6 separate regions of the Mus musculus genome follow, and all the other regions are linked to region 5. The links are chromatin contacts, called in public HiCAR-type, HiChIP or PLAC-seq and promoter capture Hi-C maps. All regions are on one chromosome and are shown on one strand. Each heading gives the region's core, a stretch centred on a gene start, on an enhancer-like site or on the middle of the called end of the contact. The rest is flanking DNA. Distances are from core to core; before and after follow the strand shown. Region 1 holds the start of Atg4a (autophagy related 4A, cysteine peptidase). Region 2 overlaps Mid2 (midline 2). Region 3 holds the start of Tex13b (testis expressed 13B). Region 4 holds the start of Nup62cl (nucleoporin 62 C-terminal like). Region 5 holds the start of Prps1 (phosphoribosyl pyrophosphate synthetase 1). Region 6 holds the start of Rbm41 (RNA binding motif protein 41).

Region 1 (4,524 bases), core at 1,639-4,138, 500 kb before region 5:
CATGTTTGCTACACCCAGCCACTCCTTATGGAAAGAAACGATGAAATTATACTATATTATTTCATACCAATTTAAATGGCTATAATTGTCAAAGGCAAGACATACACCAAAAATTCCAGCATTTGGGAGGCTGAAGCAGGAGGCTTGTGAGTTTAAAGCCATCCTAGACCTTATACAAAGATCCTAAAATAAAATAACAAGAAAAGCACAGTCGCTAACAAATGTGCAGGAGGATGGGTTGCAATGAGAAGCCTCATACACAAGACTGCTTCTTCTGCTTTGGAAAAAAGTTTTGTAATTTCTTAAACTATTAAACATAAATTATCCTATTACCCAGGAATTCCACTTTCAGGTAACTACAACAAAAGAAGAAAACAAATGTTCACATAAAGATGTTTACATCAATGTTATAAGCAGCATTAGTCATAATAGCCAACAACTAGAAAAAATACTAAATTTCTATCAGTTGGTGAGCAGATAACCAAAAATGTATTACCATAAAGTGTAATATTATTAGGCAACAAAAGTAAGTACTTACATGCACAAGACTATGGTTAAGTCTCAAAACTATTAGGGTGAGTGAAAGAAACCAGACTCAAAAGACCACATATTACATTATTTCAATTAAGTATAATGTTCAGAATAGGCAATTTTATATAGACAAGGAATATATTAGCGGCTGCCTGGGCAGGAGATAAAGATTAACAGTAAATGGGCATGAGGTCTTACTTGAAGGTCAAAACATTCTATAACTGATTTGTTGTGATAGTCACATAAACCTGAAAATTTACTAATAACCAATTACATATCTAAACAGGTGTATTTTATTTAGTTAAGTTTAGTTTAGCTTAACTTAGTTTTGTTTTGGTGCTGAGGATTGAACGTAAGGCCTTGTGCATGTGAGGCAAATGCTCTACTACTGGGCATCCCTAGCCCCAGTTGAATTTTATGGTATGTAAGTTATCACAATCAAATTGTTAACATAGGGAGAAAATGTGAAACTGGGTAGAAAATATGTGGGAATTCTGTACTATCTTTGGAACATTTGTTTTGAAACAGGGGCTTGCTAGATGTACCCCTGGCTCTCCTAGAACTTGCTGTGTAGACCAGGCTGGCCTCAAACTCAAAGATCTGCTGCCTCTGCTTCCCAAGAACTAGGGTTAAAGGTGTGAGTCACTGCACTGGACTTTGCAATTTTTCTATAAATCTAAAACCTTTATGGAAAAATTATTACATTGATTTAAATCAAAATCAGAATTTATGGCTTTCCAGATGGTTCCATAAGTAAGCCCAATGTCCTGTGGTAAATCCCCAGGCCCAACATGCTTGAAGGAGAGAATCAACTCCCAATAGTGTTCTCTGACTTCCACACTCATGCCAGGCATCATGTATGTAAGTGTACACACACACACACACACACACACACACACACACACACGGAGGGAGGGAAGGAGGGAGGGAGGGAGGGAGGGAGAAGAGAGAAGAGGAAAGGAGAGGAGAGGAGAGGAGAGAAACCAACACTCTTAGAAGCTGAATCAGGTCACACACAATCAATAAGATGCAATAAAATAATTAGTATTTAAAAGAATATGTTCCTGGATTATCAATATTTGGACATAACTTACTGCATGAAAACATATTTTCAAAGAGTTTTCTAAAGATTAAAAAGAACATTTGGAATAAATTTTAATGATAGAAAATAGCAACTTTAAACATCAGCTAAGCAAACAGTACTTCCCTCAAAGAATTCCGTTCTCTTAGTATTTCTGTGTTAAAAATAAATTTCACTGGGGTCTGGAAAGATGGCTCAGGGTTTAAGAGCACTGGTTGCTCTTCCAGAAGACCTGAGTTCAATTCTCAGTACACACATGGCAACTCACACTGTCTAACTCAGATCTCAGAGGATCCAACATTCACACGGTGTACAGACACACATGCAGGCAGAAAACACACTCACACAAAATTTTAAAAAGCTAAAAGCATTATATAAACACATACTCCACTATTATTATATCCCGAATTTCATCAATTAACATTTGTCATAACTTGTGTTCTCGAGTTGGTTTTATCATCTGTCCTGCAAAGCTTAAAATAACTATGATCTGGCGTTATATAAAAAGTTTGCTAAGCCCTGTTCTATACCATAACAAAGGAGACAAACTTCATCAGTCACTTTAAAAAATATATCTTTAACATTTTTCTAATGTCTTTTTTGATATTTTCTATAAAAGATAAGCCTTGCATCTCTTCTGCTGCAGCACTATTTGGAAATTCACCTTTAAAAAAAAATCCACATTGTTAGCTTAGCAATCTAGCAAAGTCTCGATGGTAATTGCCATTACCATGTTATTAAAGTGACAACATCATATACCCTGATATCCCTAAGGTGACCGCTGTTACTCACTGAGGTCTCTTAGGTATCTAGTGGCTCCTATGGCATCACACCCTGTCTTTAGCATCATTCTGGCACATCACCTCTGTATGGTGTAATGTATAACCTGTGTTGTAGCAGAGCCTTACTCTGATGCCACTCCGGAGAAATGCCAGAGTAACTAGCCTGTGCTTCTTTCCACTCCTTAAACAGTGGTAGGGAGGGGGAGGGTAGCTACAGTCAATGGTTCAAGCTCAGAGGTAGTACTCTGCTCCAACTCTGTCCCTTCCGCCTGCCACTGCAAGTGAGGGCCCCGAGGGACAAGATCTGTAGGATCCCAGAACTCTCTTGCGCTGCTACAGTTTTCATTTCATGTGGCCAACTTACTGGCCCACCAAAGACCACCCACCCTAGCTTTTTCACACAGTACTACCAGAAGCCGCTCCCATTACCTGACTCCATTCTCCAGCTGTCATCCTGGGCCAATTCCACCGGCAACTTGACTACGGCTTTCTCTAAGGATTCTGGGACTTGTAGTTCCACTTTGCTAGGACCCGGAACTGAGTGACTTCCAAAGACGCCTCCAGGCCTGGATCTGCTTTCAAACTGCAACTCCCAGAAGCTCCAGGCTATGGGCGGGGCTACAAGGAAAACAAAGATCAGTGATTGGAGAATTTCTAGTACTTTGATTGGTCGCCGGAACAGGAAATGCGAGTGGGCGGGGCTTGAGTTTCACGGAGGTCTTGGGAAGGCGAAATGGAGGGGTGTGTGTCTAACATAATGATCTGTAACCTGGCCTACAGTGGGAAGCTGGATGAGTTGAAGGAGCGCATTTTGGCTGATAAATCTCTGGCTACTAGAACTGATCAGGTAAACCAGCCCGAGGGCTTGTCGCCTAGCAGCGGGTGTCAACGAAGCCCTACATGGCTTCCGGGTCCTAACTTGGTGTGAGGCCACTTCTGCGCTCCTCCCGCCCACTCCTCCCTCTAGTAGCCTTGGGTTAAAACACGACTCCTGGTCCAACTGTAACCCCTCAGAGACTTTGGGACAGGGTGGGGAGGGGAAGCTAAGCTTGCTGAATTTCATATATTTCTAGAACACCCACCGCTTTTCTCAGAAATTTCCAGAGTTAAGAGACAGCGCGATGGAGATCTGTGAAAAAAGCTTGTTAGGTGGATTTTTCTTTAGTTGTAATCCCAGTCAGTGGCCCACGAGTAACCAAATGCCCTTTGTGTGTATGTCAGGAAGTTTGAGAGGAGCTGGGAATTTCAGTCAAGTCGGAAAAAAACAGGCATAAATGAAATAACGGTACATGTCTTATTACATATTTTAAATCCCCCAGAAAGAAGTTTACATCATTTCAGAACATAGAAGGAGAAGACATGATAGGAATAGTTGGGAAGGGCTTTGTATAGAAGGGGAGGTGATTTACACTGTGAAGAAAGAATGGGGTTCCATGTGGGGCGAGTGAACTGTGGCAAACAAAAGAGAATGGACATTGGGAAGTATTTCTGTTCAGATCAACTAAGTCTCAGGTTTTTATTGTGACTTTCCAAATCATAGGTTGCCTTCTGTGTTGAGAGGCAAGTGTTAAACATTAGTAAGACAGTACATCATACTTCAGAACTTCCATGTTGTCTCTTTTAGAAGAGAAATCGGAGAGACTGCTTTTTTTTGTCCTGGAATTTTCCTTTATTACTCAACAGTAGAATTCCCCTATGTTCACCGCGTTTGCTTTTGTGATGGTCTGGTGATGTGGTTTAAATTTAATAACGTGTATTAAGACTTAATCCACTAAAAATAAGGAGTCAGTGACATAAAAGAGACTGCTAATCAGGATTAAGAAGTTAAATACAACAACCAAATGCAATTAATTTATAGACTTTATTTGCATCCAGATGTAAACCACCTGGAAATGGGCTTATAGGAGACTATTGGTTTTAAGTGGGATAATTTTTTTTACTTTATGTAAATTTTTTGTTGTTATTTAAGATATGATCTCCCTATGTAATCCAGGCTGTCCTTCCAATGAAGATCCTCCTGTCCAGCCTCCCAAGTTCTGGAAGGTTTGCATTACCACCATGACAAAGAGTTAAGGAATGTCACTTTAAAAGGTCCAATAATGATCTTGTGCTTGTTTGTTTTACAAAAGT
Region 2 (4,435 bases), core at 1,148-3,647, 280 kb before region 5:
AGCACTTAGGGGGCTGAGGCAGGATTATTGTCCAGTATTTGATGACAGTTTGGGGTAGAGAGTAAGTTCCATGCCAAGGGGCTAAAACTGAGAGCCTGTCTCAAAGACACAGAATATCGTATCCTTGCTCGTGTATGGAAATGTTTTTCCTGCCTTTTCCTCTAACAATTTCACTGTCACAGGTCTTGAAGATAAGATTTAAGCAAGGTGAGAGGTGTGGGTCTAGTTTCATTCTTCTACAGTGGACACCCAGTTTTCAACTCACCATTTGTTGAAAAGACTGCTTTTTCGCCCCAATATGTATTTCTGGTGTCTTTGTTAAACATCGGGTAGCTGCAGTTGTACAGGTTAATACCTGAATTTTTTATTCTAATTTCATTAATTTATGTTTCTGGTTTTTTAGTCAGGAATCATGTTAGTTATTTTAATTAATATGGCTCTGTAGTACAACTTGACCAGTCATTCAGGAAATAATGTGAACAGTGGATACATGGGATCTCATGGAATTAAAAGGAACTTGTATAGCAAAGGAAATAGTTAAATGAGTGAAGAGATAGACAGACTAGGATAAAACCCTTTGCTCACTTTTTATCTGTCAGAGGGTTAATATCTAGAATATCTTCAGAGCCCAAATTTTAAAAAAAGCCATCTAGGTATGGTAGCACACACTTAATATTCGAGTGCTGGAAAGGCAGACTGGTAGATCCCTGAGGCACAGTACCCAGATACCCTAACCTACGTGGTGAATTCCAGGCCAGTGAGAGACCATGTCTCAAAACCACCAAGTGGATGGAGACTCAGGAATGACACCTAAGGTTGTCCCCTTCTTGCCACATGCACACACATACAATTATGAGTAGGAAAACACATGTTCACCTTCATAATACATACATGTATACAAACCATTAATCCCAAAAATAGAAAGATGAAATGCAAGCAGCAATAATCATGAAAAATGTTCAACTTCACTAGCGATCAAAAAGTACAAATAAAAACTACACTGTGATTCCATCTTATCCAAGTCAGAATAGTATCCACTTAAAAAGAAATAATAAATTCTGGCCAGGATGTGGATAAGAGAAAACCCTTATATACTGATAGTGGGAATGTAAACTAGTAAATTACTATGGAAATCAACATGGAAGTTACTCAAGAAGTAAAAATTGGTATGACCCAACTAAAACACTCCAAGTCACCATATCATAGACATTCTTATACATTAATGTTTATTACAGCACTATTCACAATGTCTTAGTTATAGAACCAACCCAACCAACTTACTCTAGTCAGTACTTTGCACTAAGTACTGTGATTCATCCTTGGTTGTGCAAATTTTCTTTACCATAGTTTTGAAAGTGAAATATAGGCATGAAAAAGAGTAGAGATGGTTGGGCTGACTCAGGTATAGGATTTTGTCAGGGTGATTAGTAAAAGGGCAATGGGAAAGGGGATTAGGAAAATATAATAGCTGGAGTAATAAGTCATAAAGCCCAAATAAACTTAGAACAAAGTAGAAATAGGTCACTAGTAAAAATAGGAAATAATACAACTTAATAAAGAAAAGATGTATTTGAATTTAAAAAGAGGCTGTGTTTAGAAAACGTGATGCTTTAACTTATGGCTGTGATTTTAAGTGATGATGATGATGATGACGATGACAATGATGATGATTGCCTAGGAAGTGAGTGACCTGAGTTGGAAGTCTCTGGAGAAGATGTCAGAGAAGGTGAATGGCTAGGTAAGCATATTACATAGGTTAGCTGTCCAAGTGAACTCACTCAAAATGATGGCAGTACCAATGGGAAGATCATGAGCTTAAAAACAAGTCTTCAATGAATGAGAGGGGAATATGTAAAGAAGACCATATCTGGACTAATGGGTTACTGTAGCCCCTTGAATAATTGGTGACTAATTGGGTAATGATTTACTTTAGAGCATAGACTCTGGGCCAATAGGTTGATTATTAATGATTCATGAGTTCTCTGATACAAGGTTCATGACATTAACTTTCAAAGGACAAAGAGATTAAGCAAAAGCCAAAGAATTACTTCTCTAAGGAATTTATGCAAGAAAAAGCTAAAGGCAAACAACAAAAACTGTACATACATCCACACACATACAGACAACAATAAATGAACTCAATGGGTTTGGTAGAAAGAAAGAAAGAAAGAGAGAGAGAGAGAGAGAGAGAAAGAGAGAGAGAGAGGGAGGGAGGTCGGTCGCGTGAAGTATGGAGAAAAAATTAGCATGGGGGATAGGAGAGGAATTGGAGGCAAGATAGTGGGGGCGAAATTGATTTCAAAAAAGTAAAACCATGCATAGGCTTAGGAAAGGCACATCCTATCAGTGTAGCCCGGAGTTTGTCTTCCCACACACCACAACTATCACAGATTGCTCAAGACCTAGCAGGAAGCTAACGGCAGGAGGTAGCCCTATGTTTGGCTATGCATTAAAAGAGCTGGCAGGCAGCAAAGACAGAGAAAGGGGTCCAGAAATCTGCAGGGTGATTTGTCACTAAGGCTCAATAATTACCTAGCTGGTAAAAATCTTCAGGTGGCAGCTACTACACAATGCCTGAAGAGAATTAAGTGACTTTATGCCAGCCCCTTTGCACAAGAGCAGGCATTTCAAAAGAACATCAGGAGCACACATACCTCTCGGCAATGTTTTTTGCAGACTGCAGAAACCGTGCTTGGTCATTTTCCTTTAGGATATGCTCAGCTTGGTTGATGAGGACTGTTGACCGCTCAAGACACTGGCGGCAATTAGCAACCTGCTGTGCCAACTTTCTCAGTTTCATAACCTTAAGAGAATTGGTAGGAGAAAAGATGACATAAAACATACTGCGCTTAATTAAAAACAATAAAACAACATGAAGGAGATCTGCCGTAGTGATTCTAAAAATAACGGTAATTAATATCCCATGAGCCCCGAAACAACTGTTCACCTTCTCACCCTGCCTGCTAAGTCTCTTGTCCAAAGTATAACCTGTTCACTTACATTGCATTCAGCCATCTACCCTGTTATCTACAGATTCAATAACATTGTTTTGATTGTAAAAGCAATGCATGTTAATTATAGAAAAATTTAAACACAAATGTAAAAAGCAATTCTACCACCTGGAGATCATTATTGTTTACATTTTATTGGCAATGTATTTTTACATATATTTAACAAAAGTACCTCATTTTTATTTATGAGTAGCTATATTTACATGTATATATTTCTCTAAGTGCCTATATACCTACCACGATGTAATTTTGGAAACTTCAGCTCATTGTTACTTCCAACCATCCAGTATGACACAAAGTACTGATCATTAAGTGAGCCCTATAACTTTACACATTTACCATGGCCTTATAATCATTATCATTTACCAGCAGCCTAGACACATCTAGAAGCTGCATGGCCTCACCTGATGCCTTTGACTCTTACTCTTTAGCTCCCTGCTTAGAAATCTGCCATTCAGCTGGGTGATAATGCACGCCTTTAATCTCAGCACTCTAGAGGCAGAGGCAGGTCTCTGTGAGTTTGAGTCCAGCCTGGTCTACAAATCGAGTTCCAGGACAGCCAGGGCTATTACACAGAGAAACCCTGATTCAAAAAACAAACAAACAAACAAGCAAACAAATGAGAGAGAGAGAGAGAGAGAGAAAGAGAGAGAGAGAGAGAGAGAGAGAGAGAGAGAGAGAGAGAGAGAGAGAGAGAGAGAGAGAGAAATCTGCAGTTCTTTGACTTGGCTCTATTTCATCTATTGTAGCTAATAAGTTGGATAAGATCATTTTCTCTCTATCAGTTATTATGCTTTTCCTTTCCATGTTCTATCATTAGTCAGGCTTACATCTTCCATAACTCATACCAGAAATCGCTGTAGGTCTCCAAGCTTTCCTGGCTTCAATGTCATCATGTTCTGATCTACCATGCATACCTCTACTATATCAGAATGCATCCTTTTACAGAATCATAATAGTTTCACAACACTTTTTGTAAGTTGGTCATATTTCTTCTGAAAACCAGATTCATGTTTCTACCATCATTTCTTTGTTTTCATTACCTTAAAATATAGGAGAGAAGAAGCTAGAGACAGAGTTCAGTTGTTAAGAGTAACGATTTCTTTTCAAGAACACCCACATACCAGCTCACAACTGACTATAACTCCAGCCTCAAGGGATCCAACAGCCTCTTCTGGTTTCCAAGAACACTGTATGCACATGGTGCACAGACATACATCCAGGCAAAACACCAATGGACACAAAAAACCTAAAGCATGCTAAAGTAAATCATCCACATACTAAGTAAATGATCACACACACACACACACACACACACACACACACACACACACACACGTACATAACCAGCATCCAGGTCGAGGTATAGAATGTTTGCATCACCCAGAGCTGCCACCATTTTTTTTCAGACTCTTAGGAAAGTC
Region 3 (4,149 bases), core at 243-2,742, 360 kb before region 5:
TGATGGGGGGTGGGGGGATGGAGCAGATACCCAGGGGACAAGAGGAAGGAGGACATGCGGAAGGAGGAAGGGATTGTGGGAGGGGAAGATCTGGAGGGAAGGCAGTGACCAGGAGGTAAAGTGAATTTGAAAAAAAAATCCTCATCAGATTCCGGAGACGTTGGATGAGTAAAGTTGTATTCACTGTGAATTACCCAGTCTATGCTTCTTAAATAAAACCGGAAATTGACTAAGGAAAAGAGAGAGAGAGAGAGAGAGAGAGAGAGAGAGAGAGAGAGAATGTTCCTCTGTTCCTCGGCATAGACCCAGCTATGTTGGAGCTCACTCTGCAGACCAGACTAACCTCGAACTCAGAGACCCACCTGCCTCTGCCTCCCGAGTGTTGGAATTAATGGCGTGCGCCACTGTGCCTGGCGAAAGTTAGAGGTTTTTAATAATGCATGCATATCTATTTTCTTTATAACAAATGAAACCAGACAGAGAACTTTTAATTCACTCTCCCCTGACCACCATTTTCAGCCCACCTTCCCAAAATAACAAATGCATGGCATTTACACTCCCCTTCCTCATTTCTCTGATCAATCTGTCTGTCTGTCTATCTTTCTACCTATCTATGTTTATGGGTATTGTGTCTGCGTAAACGTCTCTATACCAGAAGAGGCCACTGGATCCCACAGGACTCCGGTGGCTTACAACTATCTAACTATACCGTTAGATAGTTGTAAGCCACTGGAGGAGTCAGGACTTGATCTCAGCACCTCTGCTTGAACGCGAGAATGGCCAGTGTTCCTAACTGTGGAGCCCTCTCGCCAGCCTCCTCACTGAGTATTTTAACAGACACAGAAGTCCGTCCGAGGTCCAGGTAGCATTGCTTCCTGCCCGATCTTGGAGAGCTTTGGTAGTGAATGGAAGACAGGAAAGGGACCCGTTTACGGAACTGCCAGATGGAGAGGGTGCTTGCGACACTGACTGTGGTGGGCATGTGAAGGTGGAAGGTGCTTTGTTCGGGGTAAAGAAATGTCCACAGATTACTATGGTGGACTATGGTAGAAGGGCTTACCCTGAGACTATGCCCTCTTCCTTGGGTACTGCCAGAAAATCCTGTGTGGCTGGAGTTTGAGCTCTGGAACATTCCGGCCATACAAACCGGGTACCCGCTGGGACAAACCACTATACTTGGGGGTATGTCTTTGGAAACTTGCTTTTAGATGGTTACAGATTTTTTTTATAGTTTCTTTTTTCTTTCTGTCTTCAATGGGTTTCAACAAATAGTTGTTTCTCATTTTTTGTTTGCTTTTTTTTCTGGTAATTAGATGTCGCTCCCTACACCTGACATCCTCTCACGCCCCCCGCCCCCCTTGCCAGTCCTGGAAGTTGGAACAGTCCAAGAGTAAACCTCGCGAGACTTTGAGACTTCCGATGAGACTTGGCCTTCGCGCGTTTTTTTTTTCCACGGCTGCAGTCGTCTTCTGTCTTCTTGGGTGAGAGGCAGTGCGGTCTTGTGTTCCTGTCACTTCTGTCGCCCTTTGGTTTCAGGACTGCTCATCTCACAGGTATGTTCGGCTTATGCTTTCTTTGGTCGCTAGCCTTCAGAGAGGTGAGGCCTGGTTTGGTTTTTTGGGGTTTTTTTTGGGGGGGGCTGGGGGAATCGTGGGAGGGACAGGTCCCGGGGAGATGGAAAGTCTCCCGAGGAACAAAGTGGCAGGCAGGTGACAGGGGAAGGGCGAGCTAAAGAACTGATGGGAGGCTGAAGTTCCCTCCGGGGGCTAACGAGGACCTACGGCAGCTTTTGTTCTTGCCAGGGCCAGCCAAGCCCCTAGAGCACTCAGCCATCATGAATTGCGAGGATGTCACCACCGGGTTCCGCCATGCCAGGGTGTTAATGTTCATCAACGAACAAATGGCCAAGCACTCCAGAGGCCCGGAGTTCTACCTCGAGAACCTGACCCTGTCCTGGGAGGAGGTGGAGGAAAAGCTCAATGTCCTCCTGGACGGTACCGAGGTGCCTCGGGATGTTCAGGAAGCCTGTGCCTGGAGCAGCCTGGCCCTGGGGGTTCGCTTCGCTTTCAGGCAGGGCCAGTTGCAGGGGCGCAGAGTGCAGTGGCTGCACGACTTCGCCAGCCTGCACAGGTCAGCGGCGCATGCCCTGGCATTGGACCTGAAGAAGCTCACCGACCAGCACGAGATAGAACGCAAGGAGGCGGCCTACCAGCTTCTTTTGGCCCACACTAAACTCGCAGAGGTGCAGAGAGAGCGAGACCTGATGAGACTGAAGCTACTACACGCAGTAAGATTACCTCCTAACCCAGTCTTATTTCCACCCCTACATCCGTAGCCCAGTCCGCCCCAACACCCATACCCCAGTCCACCCCAACACCCATATCCCAGTCCATGCCCACACCCATACCCCAGTCCACCCCAACACCCATACCCCAGTCCACGCCCACACCCATACCCCAGTCCACCCCAACACCCATAGCCCAGTCCACCCCAACACCCATACCCCAGTCCACCCCAACACCCATAGCCCAGTCCACGCCTACACCCATACCCCAGTCCACGCCCACACCCATACCCATACCCCAGTCCACCCCAACATTCATACCCCAGTCCACCCCAACACCCATACCCCAGTCCACCCCTACATCCATTCCAGGAATGTGTTTCAATTCTGCTCACTTCTCCCCAGGAGCTGAGGGCTGTTCCAGTTGCACAGATGCCAATCATGACTAGTGTCCCTGCAGCTGTTGTTCCTCCTGCTGTAGCTGCTGCTGCTGCTGCCGCCGCTGCCACTGCAGCCGCCGCTGCAGCTTCAGCTGCTGCCGCTGCTGGAGGAGCACAGACAGGGCCAGAGATACAAAATGCAGGAGAGAAAGAAGAGGTGACAGCTAGTCAAAGCGCAGAGTGTAAACCAGAGGAGATGGAAGGGGTTCAAGCCGTGGCTGCCACTAGGGCATCCACGTGGGCGATGGAAGAAAGCACCCCGGAGCATCTTGGAGCTATGCAGTGGAAAACTTATCCCCGGGGCTTAGAGGGGCAGGAGGAGGGGGAAGGCAAATCTATGGGAACACCCACATGTCCTGACTCCAAGCCATTGGGGTCCGGGTGCGGGTCGGAAGGCTCCCCACAACCTGTTACAATCCAACTCCCTGTCTCATTTACATACTCATATGAAAGCCCCTTCCCTGTCACATCCACTCCATCCCCACCACTAAGCACAGTCACAGAACCTCAGATGCCTCCCTACTTCATGGCCACTGATATGAATATGTCCGAAACTGAGGGCCCAACAGTGTACCTCCAAGATCCCCCTAAAGACAGTCGTGAGAGTAGACCCCCGCTGCAGAGAAAAGCATCATTTTGCACACCGGCGGGTTGGGATTGCCCTTGGTGTAAATCTATGAATTTTTCAAGGAGGGATTCTTGCTTCCGCTGTGGGAGGCGAGGCTGGCAGCCAAAACCTCAGTGAGTTTTTTTTTTTAATGTGATACAGAGCAGAAATCGCTCAAAGGGGAGGAAGTCGGTTTTCAGAAGTGGGAAAAGGGGAGGGGGCTTTGTGGGAGTGGAAAGGGAGGGATGGGATGGGTACAGACAGGTGCGGGAGGGACAAGTTTTGATGATTTCTTTTGTATTTCAGATTGTTTGCATTTGAACTGCTTCAGGGAGTGTGTGTGCATATGTATATCACCTGGTAGAGCTAAATACACAGTACACACACCTAAGCTGTATGTACTGTATATTTAGAGATATAGTGGTTATTCAACCCATTCTGAGCCCAGATTTTTCAGGCTGGAGGATCTAAACAGCTGAGTAGTGGGTAGAGTCAGTGGCTCACTGGAAGTTGGGTCCAGGGTCATAGCCAGTGATAATGGAGGTACACTCCACTCCTGGTCCTGGCTAATGTAGGGAACAGAATCAGCTGCTTTCCAGACCTTTTTAGACTGGTACTAGGAGGAGACTCCAGAGAGCTGACAAATATAAAGAGACACAAAGGAGTTGATCAAATGGCTTCAGAGAACTCAACTCCTTTTTTTTGTTTGTTTTGGTATTTTTTTGGCTTTTTTTGTTTTTGTTTTTTTTTGTTTTTTTTATTTTTGTTTTTTGTTTGTTTGTTTGTTTGTTTTTTTCGAGACAGGGTTTCTCTGTGTA
Region 4 (4,597 bases), core at 1,633-4,132, 390 kb after region 5:
TAAATGTGGAAGAAGGCCTGAATTGGGTCCCAGGTTCTGATATATTGTCTGATTTATCAATTCTGGTATTGAAATTCTTCTGAGAATACAAAATAAAGTATCATCTCTGCCCATGTCTGAATTAAATAATAATATTCTGGCTAATTATTATTTTTTCTATTTTTTGGTGATGCTTAGGATTGCATCTGGGCCCTTATGATTGTAAGTAAGTGTTCTATTATAGTACACTAACTATTCCTACCATTATAAAATTATTGGGGTAGGAAAGGGCGAGGAGGAGGGAACTGATAGAATGGCTCCATGGTTAAGAGTGCCTACTGCTCTTGCAGAAGGCTCTAGTTCCCAGCACCCTCATCAGACAGCTTGGAAATGCCTGTGATCCAGCAGCTTGGGCCTCCATGAGCAGCTGCATTCCTATACATACATAGACCCCCAGGCAGACGGACATAATTTCTTGACAACTATACTCATCAGTAATTCTTTGCCTATTAAAACTAATTTCATTATGGACTGGGGATGTAGTTTTCAATAGTTGTGTTCTTAAGCATGCCAAAGGATCTAGGTCCAACAGGAAATAAGTGTTATAGCTTTAAAGTATTCAAGAATAGTTTCTTTTTTTATATTTTTAACATTTACTACCATAAAAATATTCATAAACATGGGAGCTTAACAAGGTTTCTGTCACAAAGTTAAAATGTAGTTAATGGAAATTGTTTTATTTCTTTTTTCAGTACCTGGAATCTTATATACAAATACAAGTCAAGACATAAAGTACAGCTACTCAGAAGGCTGATGCAATTCAGGTAAGTCTGGGCTACAGAGGTCAAGGTCAGCCTGGGAAACTTAGTGAGCCCTTGTCTCAAAATGAAAAATGAAAAAAAAAATGAAAAAGAGGGCTTAGGAATAGAGCCCAGTGACAGCATGTGACCTAAAGATAAAAACCTGAGCCTTTTTTTTTTTTTTTTTTTTTGGTTGTGATCCTAGCCTTTAATGGCTGAGCCAGCTGGGCGTGGTGGTACATGCCTTTAATCCCAGCACTGGGGAGGCAGAGGCAGGTGGATTTCTGAGTTCGATGCCAGCCTGGTCTACAAAGTGAGTTCCAGGACAGCCAGGACTATACAGAGAAACCCTGTCTCAAAACAAACAAATAAACAAAAAAATCCTAAGCCTTGCTTGGTTTAATAATTCCTACATCTGCACTTTATCTAGTTTCTTTATTTTAAAACACAGAGTCTCTCCCATCCTTTTAAAGATGTGTTGCTTTGCTTTGGTTTTTGAGACTTGATCTTCCTAACTCGGCCAGGCTGATCTTGAACTCCTGGGTTCAAAGGAACCTCACATGTCAGTCTCCCTAGGAGCTGGTCTCACATGAGCTAGAAACTAAATTTTTACTCTGAGATGCAAAACTTTATTTTGATAGGACTCGTCCTGAGTCATCAAAAGCTGTGTAGTATGCCTGCAATCCTAGCACTTGGGAGGGCTGTGGCAGAAGGATCTTATGTTTAGGGGAGCCTAAATTGTAAATGGGATGGGGTACTATATAGCACATTTCAGGTAAACTTAATACAGTTGGCAGTACTTTTTTCTTAGTTTTGTATTCCACTCCTATATAAAAAAAGAGTCAACTGGTAATTTTTCTTTCAGTTCTTGAAGTATACGACTAAGGTTAAAAAAAAAGCCAGTTTTGTTTACTTCTGTAGTCTGTTCTGAATCCCTATTATGACAGGAAAATTCTTAAGATTAACAATCCTTATCTCTCAGCTCGAACTCGGTGCTTTCCCATCCCTCAGATTTGGTTTTTATCCCAGTTGTGTATGTTTTCAAAGTTAAAGTCAAATGACAAAATACTCCCCTAATCAGTCTTTGGTTGAGTAATAATATTTTTAAGGTACAGTAAATATGAGTGTGACCATTGGTCTTCACTCTTAAGGATATGACCAATGACCTCAGAACTTTCAGGCTACTGAAATCCCCTCCCACGGATATACTGTTCCATAGTGAGAGGTGAGGGCAATTTTATTTTAATTTTTTCATGTCTGAAAGACTTTACAGAGTGCTCTCTTCCTCTATTTCCCATCCAAGACCTGCTGGCCCTGAAATAATACTGCTTTTCACATAAAATGGAAGGTACAATGAGTCTTTCAACTTTGAACACCAGACGTACCTAAAAATTAATTTTTTAATGAAAATGGGGGGGGGTCTCACTGGGGACCCATTGAGTATGTGTGAGATTTGAGAAAGGAAAATTGGGAAATATTTTGAGGTTCAGCACCCATCCCTTCTGTAGTTTTCTAGAAACATCATGCTTCAGGGGTTGAGGGGGGTGGGAGGAACTTTGAGAACATTTGCCTCCACTTTGAGCAACATAGGGCTTTTGGGGGCTATCTCATTGAGCTCTAAAGTATTTTTAAATTCTCCCTAGTTCCTCTGACAGTCACAGCATTGAGCACCCTCCTCTGTTTTCACTCCTAAGTTTCAGTTTTCCTCACCTTGGTCGGTGCTCCGCACAGCTCACAGCCTAGGGGACGAAAATAGACTGCTGCTCCCTCGCTGTGCGTCTCTCTGTTGCCCGGGTAACAACTTTGTTGAACCCGCTTTTTTTCCACCTGTAGGACCCGTTTGACTCTGCTAGCCAATCATAGAAGCGTCTCCTTTAAAACAATACCAGCAGCAACCAATCCCGGGGAATCCCATGCTTGGCCTCCACGGCCGCCCTTTTCCAGCTAAGTAGGTCGACTCGGGTTAGGCTGCAGGATCTGTTGCTGCTGGCGCCTGGGAGTTTGCTGCTTCTCCGCCCGAGTCCGGGTCCGCCCCCTTCTCTTGGACCTGCCTCTCGCCCCGCCTCCGCCCTCACTTTGTAGACGGGACAGCGAGCGAGTTCAGCCACGGAGGTAAGAGCAGGACTTTAACGTTTGTCCCGCAGGCTTTTCGCGGCGAGCTTTCCCGCGCCGCCCCCCACCCTTACCAGGTCGCCAATTCCGGGTCTGAGAACTCAGTACCTTCAGCGGGTCCGGAGCGGAGCAGTGGACGCGGAAGGGTAGGACTCACGGGCGGGGATGGGAAAGCTTTGGTCTCGGCGATGCTCCGACTCTTCACGCCCCCTCCCGTGACAGAAACACGTGTTGTGCCGACTCTGTCCCTGCTAGGCACTGGTTCCACCGGAGCCTGTACCTTGGAGGTCGCGGAGCCCTGGGCGCTTGCGGTGGGATTGCGCTTTTTATTCCGTATGGGGGAAAGCCTGTCCCTCCGGGAGGCTGGGGGAAAAAGCGGGTCGTTCCGGGAGGCCGTGGGGAAGAGCAGGTCCGTCCGGGAGGCCGGGGAGAAAGCGTGGCCGTCTCGGAGCCCAGGGTGGGGGGTGGGGGAAAGCGGGTCCGTCCGGGAGCCCGGGGGAGAGCGGGTCCGTCCGGGAGCCCGGGGGAGAGCGGGTCCGTCCGGGAGCCCGGGGGAGAGCGGGTCCGTCCGGGAGCCCGGGGGAGAGCGGGTCCGTCCGGGAGCCCGGGGGAGAGCGGGTCCGTCCGGGAGCCCGGGGGAGAGCGGGTCCGTCCGGGAGCCCGGGGGAGAGCGGGTCCGTCCGGGAGCCCGGGGGAGAGCGGGTCCGTCCGGGAGCCCGGGGGAGAGCGGGTCCGTCCGGGAGCCCGGGAGAGAGCGGGTCCGTAGTCCGTCCCGGAGCCCATAGGAGAGCGGGTCCGGGGTCCGTCTGGTAGCCCCGGGGGAGAGAGTGGGTCTATCCAGGAGCCCGCGGGGGAAAGCGGCTCCGTCCGGGACCTCGGGGAGAGCCGGTCCAGGGTTCGTTCCGGAGCCCGGCGGGGAAAGCGGGTCCGTCCGGGCCCCCGGAGGAAAGCAGTTCCGGGGTCCGTCCCGGAGCCCGGGGAGAAAGCGGGTCCGTCCGGGACCCCAGCGGAAAGCGGGTCTGGGGTCCGTCCGGGAGCCTGGGGGAAAACCGGGTCGGTCCGGGAGCCCGGGGAGAGTAGGTCCGGGGTCCGATCCGGAGCCCGGGGGGAAAGCGGGTCCGTCCGGGACCCCGGGCGGAAAACGGGTCCGGGGTCCGACCCGGAGCCCGGGGTGGGAAGCGGGTTCGTCCAGGAGCCTGGGGAGAGCAGATCCTGGATCAGTCCCGGAGTCCGGGGGGAAAGCGGGTCCGTCTCGGAGCCCGAGGGGAGAGCGGGTCCGTCTGGGAGGCCAAGGCGAAAGCGGGTCCATACGGGAACCCGGAGGTGGGGGAAAAGGGTCCGTCCGGAAGGCCCGGGGTGGGGGATGGGGCGGAGAGCAGGTCCGTCCCAGAGTCCGGGAAAAAGCCTGTCCGTCTGTCCCGGAGCCCCGGGGAAAGCAGAGGGATCAGCCGGTAAGATGCTCCTGCGGAGGAGGCCACCGTGCTTCCTAAGTCCCAGGAAAGTCTTTGGGCAGAGTGCCCAGATTTCTCCTGCTCCAGAGTAGGGAAGTCTAGGTGTGCGTACCCTTAGTCGCTGATAGGGAAGTATCTTCATGTTAGAGGAGTTTCCCACGAATTGCTTGATTTGCAAAGGAGAAAGGTAGGGAAAAAAATGGTGTAAAATTAACTTGGCTATCTGATACCAGGTGTAAGCTAGGAGACATAGGA
Region 5 (4,176 bases), core at 59-2,558:
CTCACTACATAGTCCTGACTAGTCTAGAGTTAACTATGCAGACTAGGCTTGCTTCAAACTTGCTTCTCCTGCTCTTGCCTAGTGGCATGCGACAGCACACCAGTGCTGGGCCACGAGTTTTATAGCAGAGCACCAAAAAGACGACATTCAAATTTCCCTTTGCTGTTTGAGCTAGCTCTTCCACTGCGTTATTATTTTGTCACTGAACACTCACGTGTAAGTCGTTCCCTAAATCCTCACGCATTTAACACTAAGAAGTGGCTACAATGGAGGAGGGGCGGAGTGCTTGTATTATTATGTCTGCCAGTAGCGGAATTGGAAACCGTCAAAAATTCGAATTCTACAACTAAGGTTTCCCTATTTTTTTGGGATGACTTAAGCTGAGATGTCGAAGATCAAGGATGTTGAGCTCAAAGCAACCACTTTACCCCATCTACTGAATTTAACTTAAGGGTGGTTTGATTCCTCGACAGACAGGATAGGAAAAGCCGACACCGTGCCAGTCTAAGGGAACGTGGTAACGTTTTCGCGCCCTCAGAACACAATGTTTCCCAAGACCAAACCAGAACGCTACCATTTCCAACCAAAAAGCTTTTCAAATCTAGGAAAAAGACCACGATGGGGCTCAGAACGCCATAGGTTCTCTGATGTACACCAGTCGACGCGCGGAAAGTGAACCGAATCCAATCTACTGGCTCCACAGTGAAGCGACAAGCCACGTGTCCCCATGCCCAAAGCTAAGCGCCCGTACACCTCCAGACATTCCAGGAGGCCATTACCCCCCGACATTAGATCCTCCATCCCCAACCCCCAAACGTAGCGGCCTCAGCTCCCATCTCCATCTTGGCTCCACCTAACCGCGCGCAGCGAGGATGAACGCGACCCTCTCGGGAGGTAAAATAACGGAACAACCCGCGAGGCAAGCTAACCTCTGCTGCCCCTTTCTGCCCATCCTCTGCTGCCAGGAAATCCCACGGCCGCTCCATCCCCCGAGTTGCCATGGCCTGGGCAGGTCAGGTACACTCAAGGTACCAATTGCGTCCTTACCAGGTCTCCTGGTTGCTGAATTTCTTAGTCACCACCTTGCCTAGCTCAAGGCCCAGGCGGTCAGCGATTTTCTGGGATAAGTCCTGGTGGGAGCTCCCGCTGAAGATTTTGATATTCGGCATCTTGGGTAACTACCTCAACGTGCTCAGTGGTCGCCGCCGCCGCCGCTGCCAACACGGGAACGGAAGTCAGCAGGCAGTCTGAACACCAACAGTACCGCGTTGCTACTCCGCCATCTTACATTCCCGCCCAGCGCGCGGCATTAAATTGCCCAGGGGGCGGGATTACAAAGGAAGTTCTCCACCCAGCCTTTTCTGATTGGTTGGACGGGTGTGAGGGGCGGAGTCTTCCGGTAATGTTGCCGCCCAACCACTCTCTGGTAATTTGTTCAGAGGCGTGAAACGGGTTAAATTAAAGCACTTTTTACATCACAAAGATAGCCACAACGCAGGCGCATCGCAGGCAAAGGGCTTGTTTACCAACTCTAAATACCAAGTGTACTTTCTACCTGGAAGGCAAGCCCTAGGGGAAAGTGACTGAAGGTGAGTCACCCTGGGACAATGCGAGAGAAAGTTAATGTTTTGTCCTTATCACTGGATTCTAGTTTGCTCAATTAGAGAAGGAGTGTGGCTTTCCCCAAATATCTGGGTGATAAAATTATGATTAGCTAAAGATTGGAAGAAGAAAAAGTAAAGTATTATCCATGAAGAACCCTGAAAGAATCAGCATAGTGTTTAAGTCTGCCACAATTACAAGGTAATCTGGCTAACCTAGCCTTTTACACACGCTAACTGGACCAGTGCAAACTTGTGCAAACTAGTGCAGACTCTGTTTTAACAGTATTCCAGACAGCCATGAATTAGATGTAAAGGAAGAGTCACACAATTTTAGAATAAAAAAAAAATCAGTACCAAGGTGGCATACACCTTTAATCCTAGTATTCTGGAGGAGGCAGGCAGGCAGATCTATGTCAGTTCTAAGCCAGACTGATGTACAAAGGGAGTTCAGGGCCACCAGAGATATATAGTGAGATCTTGTCTCAAAGCAGCAACAATCAACAAAACCAAAATCATGACTACCAGGTATGGTGGTACATGCTTATCATCTTAACACTAAGGAGACTTAGTCAGGGGGGATCATGAGTCCCAAGCTAGCCTCGTACACACAATGTGACTCTGAGCCAGGCGTGGTGGCTCACACCTTTAATTTCAGCACTCTGGAGGCAAAGTGAGATCCAGGACAGCCAAGGAGATACAGAGAAATCCTGTCTCTAGGATTAAAGGCATGCAGCATCACTGCCCAGCCAGGCTTTGACAGCTGGGCACATTGGAATTATCAGCACTTATGAATTGGGCTTATCTCTATGAGTTCGAAGCCAGTCTTGTCTAGTGAGTTCCAGAACAGCTAGAGCTACATAGAGAGCCCCCTGCTCTCTCTGTATTGTTGCTCTTAAAATTGTCCGGCAAGGAGCTAACCCAAACCACTTTGGGGACTGAAGAGATGGCTCAGCGGTTCAGAACAAGTATTGCTTTTGCAGATGACCCACATTTGGTTCTCAGCACCCACATCCAAGTGGCTCATAACTGCCTGTGATGTCTCTGCCCTCCAAGGGCATCTGTATTAATATGAAACATTGTGAAAAATAATTTTAAAAAATGAATCTTAGAAAAAGTGGGGCTGGAGAGATGACTTAGTGGTTAAGGGCACTAGCTGCTTTTTCAGAGGACCTGGTACTCCCATGACAGCTCACAACTGTGTGCATGCCAGTTCCAGAGGATCCCACAGTCTGACACAGACATATGTCAGGGCAAAACACCAATGCACATAAAATTAGAAAACAGTAATTTTTTTTTTAAAAAAAGAAGGTTTGTGAAGTATACTCTTATGGTGGGTTCTGTAGGTTTAACATAATTCAGAATAAGTGCTCTGATTGCCTATATATCAGGCCCTCTGGAGCATGGTGATATAAAGAGTGAACAATGCGCAATCCTCTACCCTTAGAAGGCACAAAATACAAAAGAAGCTTAATAGCTTGGTATGGTGGTGTGGCCCCATAATCCCAGCACTTGGAGGTAAAGAAACAAAATCAAGTTGAGGATCTAGAAAGGATCTTGCAGGGAATGGGTCCCATGAGACCCAGGCTGGTATCCTGAAGAGAAATTACACAATAAGGTAAAACCAAAACCAAAGAAGAGGCTTGGCAAAGGGCAGGCATGGTGGATGAATGCATAGAGGGGGAGTGGGGAAGGGAGGGTGTGTTGAGAGATCAGGCGAGATGAGCATCAAGAAGCTACGCTGGTCTTCCTGTTACTAAAAGCAGTGTAGTTTCAAACAAAGCATGGTGGCCCATATCTCTAATCCTGCAGGCAAGAGGATTATGAGGTCTAGGCCAGCCTCAGCTATATATAGTAGTGAGAACCTGTATCAGAAGGGAGAAAAGGAGGAAAGCTGCAAAAGAGGAAAGGAAGAAAAAGAGCAGAGCCAAATAAATTAGGTGTGGTGCATGCATTTAATCCCTGAGGCAGGGGGAATCTCAAGTTCTTGGCTTCCTAGCAAATTTGACACCAGTTTGAGTTACATGAGACCCTGTCTCACAAAAGAAAAGGCACCAGGGCTAGAGAGATAGATCAGTGGTTAAGAGCACTGACTGCTCTTCCGAAGGTCCCGAGTTCAATTCCCAGCAACTACATGGTGGCTCGCAACCATCTGTAATGAGATCTGACTCCCTCTTCTGGTGTGTCTGAAGACAGCTACAGTGTACTCACATACATAAAATAAATACATCTTTTTTTAAAAAAGCTTCTGATTCTCAGACCTTATTGCTTGAACTTGACTCCACTCTGTTGGCTGTCTGGCTCTCAGGAGCTTGAGCTACATCTTTAGCACCCCGAGTCTCCAAAGGAGGTCTTTGTACACCATTAAGTAACAATCCCAGCATGTGGGAGGCAGAGTCAGGCAGATCTCTGAGTTGGAGGCCAGTTTCCTCTACAGAGTGAGTTCCAGGACAGCCAGGGCTACACAAAGAAACAAGTAACGTAAAGTAACAACAACAATAACAACAACTAAGTTTAAAAAAAAAAGAAAAGAAAAAGAAAAAAGAAAAAGCACCAGTCAGATGGCTCAGCAATT
Region 6 (4,113 bases), core at 628-3,127, 460 kb after region 5:
CTCTCACCTTCCAGGTCTTTGGTACATTCTGGAGGTTCCCCCCCCCCACCTCCTGCCTCCCAAAGTTGCCTGTTTCCATTCCTTCTGCTGGCCCTCAGGGCTTCAGTCCTTTTCCCTCACCCAATACCTGATCATGTTCCCTTTGTCCCCTTTACCACCCAAGTCCTTCCCTCCCTTCCCCCTCCTGTGATTGTTTTCTTCTCCATCCCAAGTGGAATTAAGGCATCCTCACTTGGGCCCTGCAGCATGTGTTCCACTATGTTCATAGTGACCTTATGACCTTATTTGCGATAGTCAGAAGCTGGAAGCCACCCAGATGTCCCTCAACTGAAGAATAGATACAGAAAATGTGATACATTTACACAATGGAGTGCTATTCAGCTATTAAGAACAAGGACATCCTGAGTTTTGCAGGCAAATGGATGGAACTAGAAAATATCATCCTGAGTGAGGTAACCCAGACCCAAAAGGACGTGCATGGTATGTACTCACTAAGAAGTGGATATTAACTAAAAAAAAGTACAGAATAGCCTGGATACAATCCACAGATCTCAAAAATCATGTTTTATTTTAACATAGTTCTAGATTTACATTAGAGCTTCATACTCTAGTGTTCCATATGTACTCTACTGTTTTTCTTAGAGTTCATGTCTAACACAACAGTATATTTGTCATGTACAATGAAACTTATTAAATAAAAACTATACTTTATTTATATGTACTTAGTTTTTACCGTGTGTCCTCTGTCTATTTCAAGATCCTACAATACATTTAGAAATCATATTTCTCTTGTTTCCTCATAAATGTGCAGAGTCTCAGAATTTTCTACTTACCTTTTATAGTTTGGAGGCATGGTAGTAGTCCTTCTTTGTTTTATATTTTTGTTTTGTTTTGGTTTTGTTTTTAGTTTTTTTCTTTCTTTCTTTTTTTTTTTTTTTTTGAGAATATGTAGACCTGGCTTGCTTTGAGCTATGTAATTAAATGAGCTTTGTAGCTTGAAATTTCCATCTTATAAATTAATACATTTTCATAACTTTAGAGATACTTGCTTTTCCATTTTGGGCCATTAAGAACACATACTTTTATTGTTTTTGTTATTCATGCTGTTGCTATTGTTGAAATTGGGTCTCGTGTAGTCCAGCCTGCCTTTGAACTTCCCGAACAAGTATTCCACTCCCAGTTTGTGTGGTGTTGAGGATCCCACAGGGGGCTTTGTGCATGCATGTCAAGCCAGCACGTTACAGATTCAGCTACATCCCTAAACCCGGGAACTAATGCTTTTAAACACTTTTCTATACGAAGCTTTTTAAAAATAAGCTATGCTCTGCATCGGAGTTTTTTGCCTGCATGTACGTGTGTGCTTGGTGTCCCAAAAACAAGTCAGATGCTCAGAACTGGAGTTATCGACAATTGTGAACTGCTGTATGGGAACTGAACTCCGGTTCAGTACCATATCTGACTCTGGCTTCGATATATTTTTATAAAATATTCAAAAGTCTGGGTACGTACTGCTTCTGACTTTAAACTAAGGGAACCCAGAAGGATCTGTTACAACTAAGAGAGAAGCATTAGTGCATACAATGTGGTTAGACCAGAGGCTTGAGGGGAAACAGCAGGCAGGTCAGATAAATCCTTAAAAGAGAAGCCTTGCTGACAAGAATGAAGACGGTGATTAGGAACAATATAGGATTTATTGATACTTAGAGAAAAATCCAAGAAGCCAAAGGTGAATCCTAGGCTTATGAGCTTTATATTTTGGATGTTATCTTTAACCTGGGCCAAAAATTCTTAATTTCCAATAAACCCATCACCCAATACCCGCTTTCTCTTTCCATCATCACATTACTACACTTCCCAGAGTTCCACGCTCCAACCTTCATCACCTTTGAGTCTGCCGCACAGATTGCTGGGAGTTGAGGTCTCCTTCCTATTTACCCAAGTTAGTGATAGGGGCCTGCGGAAACATGAAGAGGTAAGGTCATATCCGGGTTGCTGAAGGCAACTTTTATCTTTTACTATGAAACTTTTGTGTCTTTTTTTTTTTTTTCCCTTTTGTTTGGGATGTGTCACGTTCTTGAGGGGCGGTTTTTCTCCAGCGGGAAGACAAAGGAGAAAGGAGGAGGGAAGGCCGGCAGGCTGGACCAGTCTGCGGGGGTGAAGTTCTGGAAGGGCCGTAGCCAGGCGGGTTTCCACTGGAATGTTTCCCTCAGGGCAGAAGCGTCTGGAGCTGCCTGGCCTCTCACATTCCTGACTCTCCGGATGCTCACGCCAGCCACTCCCTGGCCCGCCCGCTGGTCCTGCTAGGTCTCACCGGCCAGAGGGTCAGAGGGTGGGCACTTTACTTTGTCTAGATTTTAAAGACATAATGGGCCCGCCACACCGGGTAGTGCTTTGAGATCTTCAAGTTACAGGGTGATAGTTTGCATCTCCAAATTGAGCGCAGATCTGGCTTCGGGTGCTTTGGAAGAAGAAAGGAAACTTAGGGCAGTTTCCCCTCCTGATTCTGCAGTAAATGGCCCTTTGAGCCTGGTGCGGACCTCCCTGAGGCCGGAGCTTCCCAGTTATTGACAGGACAGGAAACCTTAAGAAAAAGGAGCCACTTAGTTTTGGCTTCACACTGCCATTGAATCTTCGCACTGGAACAGTGGCACAAAGAACCTGTTTAGGAATGCTTTCTCCTGAATTGTTTTTAAAAGGTTTTTGTTGTTGTTTGTTTCATTTGTTGTCTTGTTTTCATGTTTCCTCTGCTTGAATTATTTTAATTATTCTGTGATGAGATTCCTCATACATGGAAAGTGAATCTAGTGTATTGCTTGGGTGATTATAAAGAGCTGTTTGCTATACAGGTTAAGAGGTAGGACATGATTCACATAAGTGCCTTAGAAGCCCCCTTGGCTCTCAGATTGCTTCTTCCCCTTTTATCTAGGAGTTTGCACCAATTACAATTATTCCTTTGCCTTTTGTTTGTTTGTTTTTGTTTTGTTTTCTTGGGTTTTTTTAAGACAAGGTTTCTCTGTGTAGCCCTGGCTGTCCTGGAACTCATTCTGTAGACCAGACTGGCCTCGAACTCAGAAATCCGCTTGCCTCTGCCTCCTAGGTCCTGGGATTAAAGGTGTGAGCCACCACAGCCCAGCTGTTTGTTCCTGTTTTGTTTTTTGTTTTTTAGTTCATTTTCCACATAAGAGTTTAATCCCTGAACAAAATATTCCTAGTATCATCTGTGCTTTAACCTTATATAAATGAGAGTATATTGTCTTTTTCTGTGATAAGCTTTTTTTAAAAACCCACAGTATTTCTCAATAGAGCCATGTGTGTTGATATGCTTATTCATGTTTAACAGATTAAATTTAGCAGTAACTTTTGGGATTGTAAATAAAGATAGACTTAAAAGGTTTTTAAAAACTTAGTTCTAGAGTTATTTTAGAATATTTCAATATGGGTCCAGCTCTTTCTAGGAATCTTATAATTACAGGGATTTTTTTGTACTTATTATAAACCCCAGTAGACAAGGTCTGTTTGGTAAGAAATTCGATATTTAGTTTTCTCATGGATTTAACTCATCTTTGTGTTTGTTCATGTGTCTCTACCCTGTTCTCATATGGTTACATGGTTGTGTTATTTCTTGGGACGTGAGTAAGAGTTCTTAATCACTTGAGGTTGGCTCACAGCCCTGATCCAGTTGTCTACCCCACAAGACGCTCTTCATACTTTCTGCCCTTCTTCAGAATTTCTTCTCTAGTGGCTTCAGATCTTATGACCTCACATGGCTTCAGCTTCCTCTGTGTTGAGCCTCAGACTGTCCTCCCGGTAAGAACTGTAGCCAGTCAACGTTTGTTGTTGCTTCAGACCAGTGCCTTGGAAGTGCACTTCATGGGAGGATTTCAGAGTTGGAAGGGCTGCTCACCTCAGTGTAGGTTGTAGTGACACTGACCTTCCATGTATCCCAGCTGGAACCATTTTCCTTCCTTCATACCCACATTCTGTGAAGCTGTGCCAACAGCTCGAAATTGAGTGTTTGCATTTATGTGCCTGTCTGTTTTACTTTTTTAACATCATTCACCTAAAGGCTTTTCCCACTGAATCCTTCCTTTGTATTTCTGCTAGTTCTACCCT

Evidence for each region. Promoter capture Hi-C pulls out the DNA fragments that hold promoters and counts their contacts. HiCAR-type assays count read pairs that join an accessible place to other places. HiChIP or PLAC-seq counts read pairs in DNA pulled down with a chosen protein or histone mark.
Region 1: a promoter capture Hi-C map of pre-B cells shows a contact between it and region 5. The contact joins the promoter of Atg4a here to the promoter of Prps1 in region 5. A contact is called at or near these places in 12 of 39 promoter capture datasets (the 3T3-L1 cell line, 3T3-L1-derived adipocytes, the C10 cell line and 7 more), 6 of 484 Hi-C or Micro-C datasets (CD4 T cells, CD8 T cells, pre-B cells and 1 more), 5 of 115 datasets of contacts at active chromatin or transcription factors (the 230-238 cell line, astrocytes, cardiomyocytes and 2 more) and 2 of 9 other capture datasets (adipose tissue and liver).
Region 2: a promoter capture Hi-C map of liver shows a contact between it and region 5, with 2.8 times the contacts expected there. The contact joins the enhancer-like site here to the promoter of Prps1 in region 5. A contact is called at or near these places in 10 of 39 promoter capture datasets (the C10 cell line, the HPC-7 cell line, HPC-7-derived erythroid cells and 5 more) and 3 of 9 other capture datasets (adipose tissue, liver and pancreatic islet).
Region 3: a contact with region 5 is called in an H3K27ac HiChIP or PLAC-seq map of extraembryonic endoderm stem cells, with 10 times the contacts expected there. The contact joins the promoter of Tex13b here to the promoter of Prps1 in region 5. A contact is called at or near these places in 7 of 39 promoter capture datasets (the 3T3-L1 cell line, cranial neural crest, embryonic stem cells and 4 more) and 1 of 115 datasets of contacts at active chromatin or transcription factors (extraembryonic endoderm stem cells).
Region 4: a HiCAR-type map of astrocytes shows a contact between it and region 5, with 2.8 times the contacts expected there. The contact joins the promoter of Nup62cl here to the promoter of Prps1 in region 5. A contact is called at or near these places in 1 of 39 promoter capture datasets (hippocampal neurons), 2 of 484 Hi-C or Micro-C datasets (embryonic stem cells and uterus), 1 of 115 datasets of contacts at active chromatin or transcription factors (astrocytes) and 1 of 9 other capture datasets (adipose tissue).
Region 6: a HiCAR-type map of astrocytes shows a contact between it and region 5, with 4 times the contacts expected there. The contact joins the promoter of Rbm41 here to the promoter of Prps1 in region 5. A contact is called at or near these places in 11 of 39 promoter capture datasets (the 3T3-L1 cell line, the C10 cell line, the HPC-7 cell line and 7 more), 3 of 484 Hi-C or Micro-C datasets (the N1E-115 cell line, cortical neurons and uterus) and 7 of 115 datasets of contacts at active chromatin or transcription factors (astrocytes, embryonic forebrain, fibro-adipogenic progenitors and 4 more).

What each region holds. Positions count from the first base shown.
Region 1 is chrX:140,955,271-140,959,794 of GRCm38.p6, reverse strand. Atg4a (autophagy related 4A, cysteine peptidase) reads right to left here and starts at 2,888. Exons shown (of 13, transcript NM_174875.5): 1 at 2,824-2,888. The coding sequence starts at 2,833. Psmd10 (proteasome (prosome, macropain) 26S subunit, non-ATPase, 10) reads left to right here and starts at 3,084. Exons shown (of 5, transcript NM_016883.4): 1 at 3,084-3,241. The coding sequence starts at 3,128.
Region 2 is chrX:140,736,688-140,741,122 of GRCm38.p6, reverse strand. Mid2 (midline 2) reads right to left here. Exons shown (of 10, transcript NM_001358366.1): 5 at 2,655-2,803. Among named protein-coding and RNA genes, the nearest start is that of Eif2c5, 37 kb to the left of the region's middle. Within about 2 kb of position 2,397, at least 4 of the 459 cell types and tissues checked have an H3K27ac peak or open chromatin away from gene starts, as enhancers often do. A contact at or near this core is called in liver, where this site is marked.
Region 3 is chrX:140,810,776-140,814,924 of GRCm38.p6, reverse strand. Tex13b (testis expressed 13B) reads left to right here and starts at 1,492. Exons shown (of 4, transcript NM_031381.2): 1 at 1,492-1,553; 2 at 1,803-2,287. The coding sequence starts at 1,835.
Region 4 is chrX:140,060,853-140,065,449 of GRCm38.p6, reverse strand. It overlaps Nup62cl (nucleoporin 62 C-terminal like), which reads left to right and starts at 2,882. Exons shown (of 9, transcript NM_001081668.1): 1 at 2,882-3,037. It overlaps Dnaaf6b (dynein axonemal assembly factor 6B), which reads right to left and starts at 2,571. Exons shown (of 7, transcript NM_177921.3): 1 at 2,490-2,571.
Region 5 is chrX:140,453,735-140,457,910 of GRCm38.p6, reverse strand. It overlaps Prps1 (phosphoribosyl pyrophosphate synthetase 1), which reads right to left and starts at 1,308. Exons shown (of 7, transcript NM_021463.4): 1 at 1,048-1,308. The coding sequence starts at 1,169.
Region 6 is chrX:139,996,359-140,000,471 of GRCm38.p6, reverse strand. Rbm41 (RNA binding motif protein 41) reads left to right here and starts at 1,877. Exons shown (of 7, transcript NM_153586.2): 1 at 1,877-1,972. The coding sequence starts at 1,965.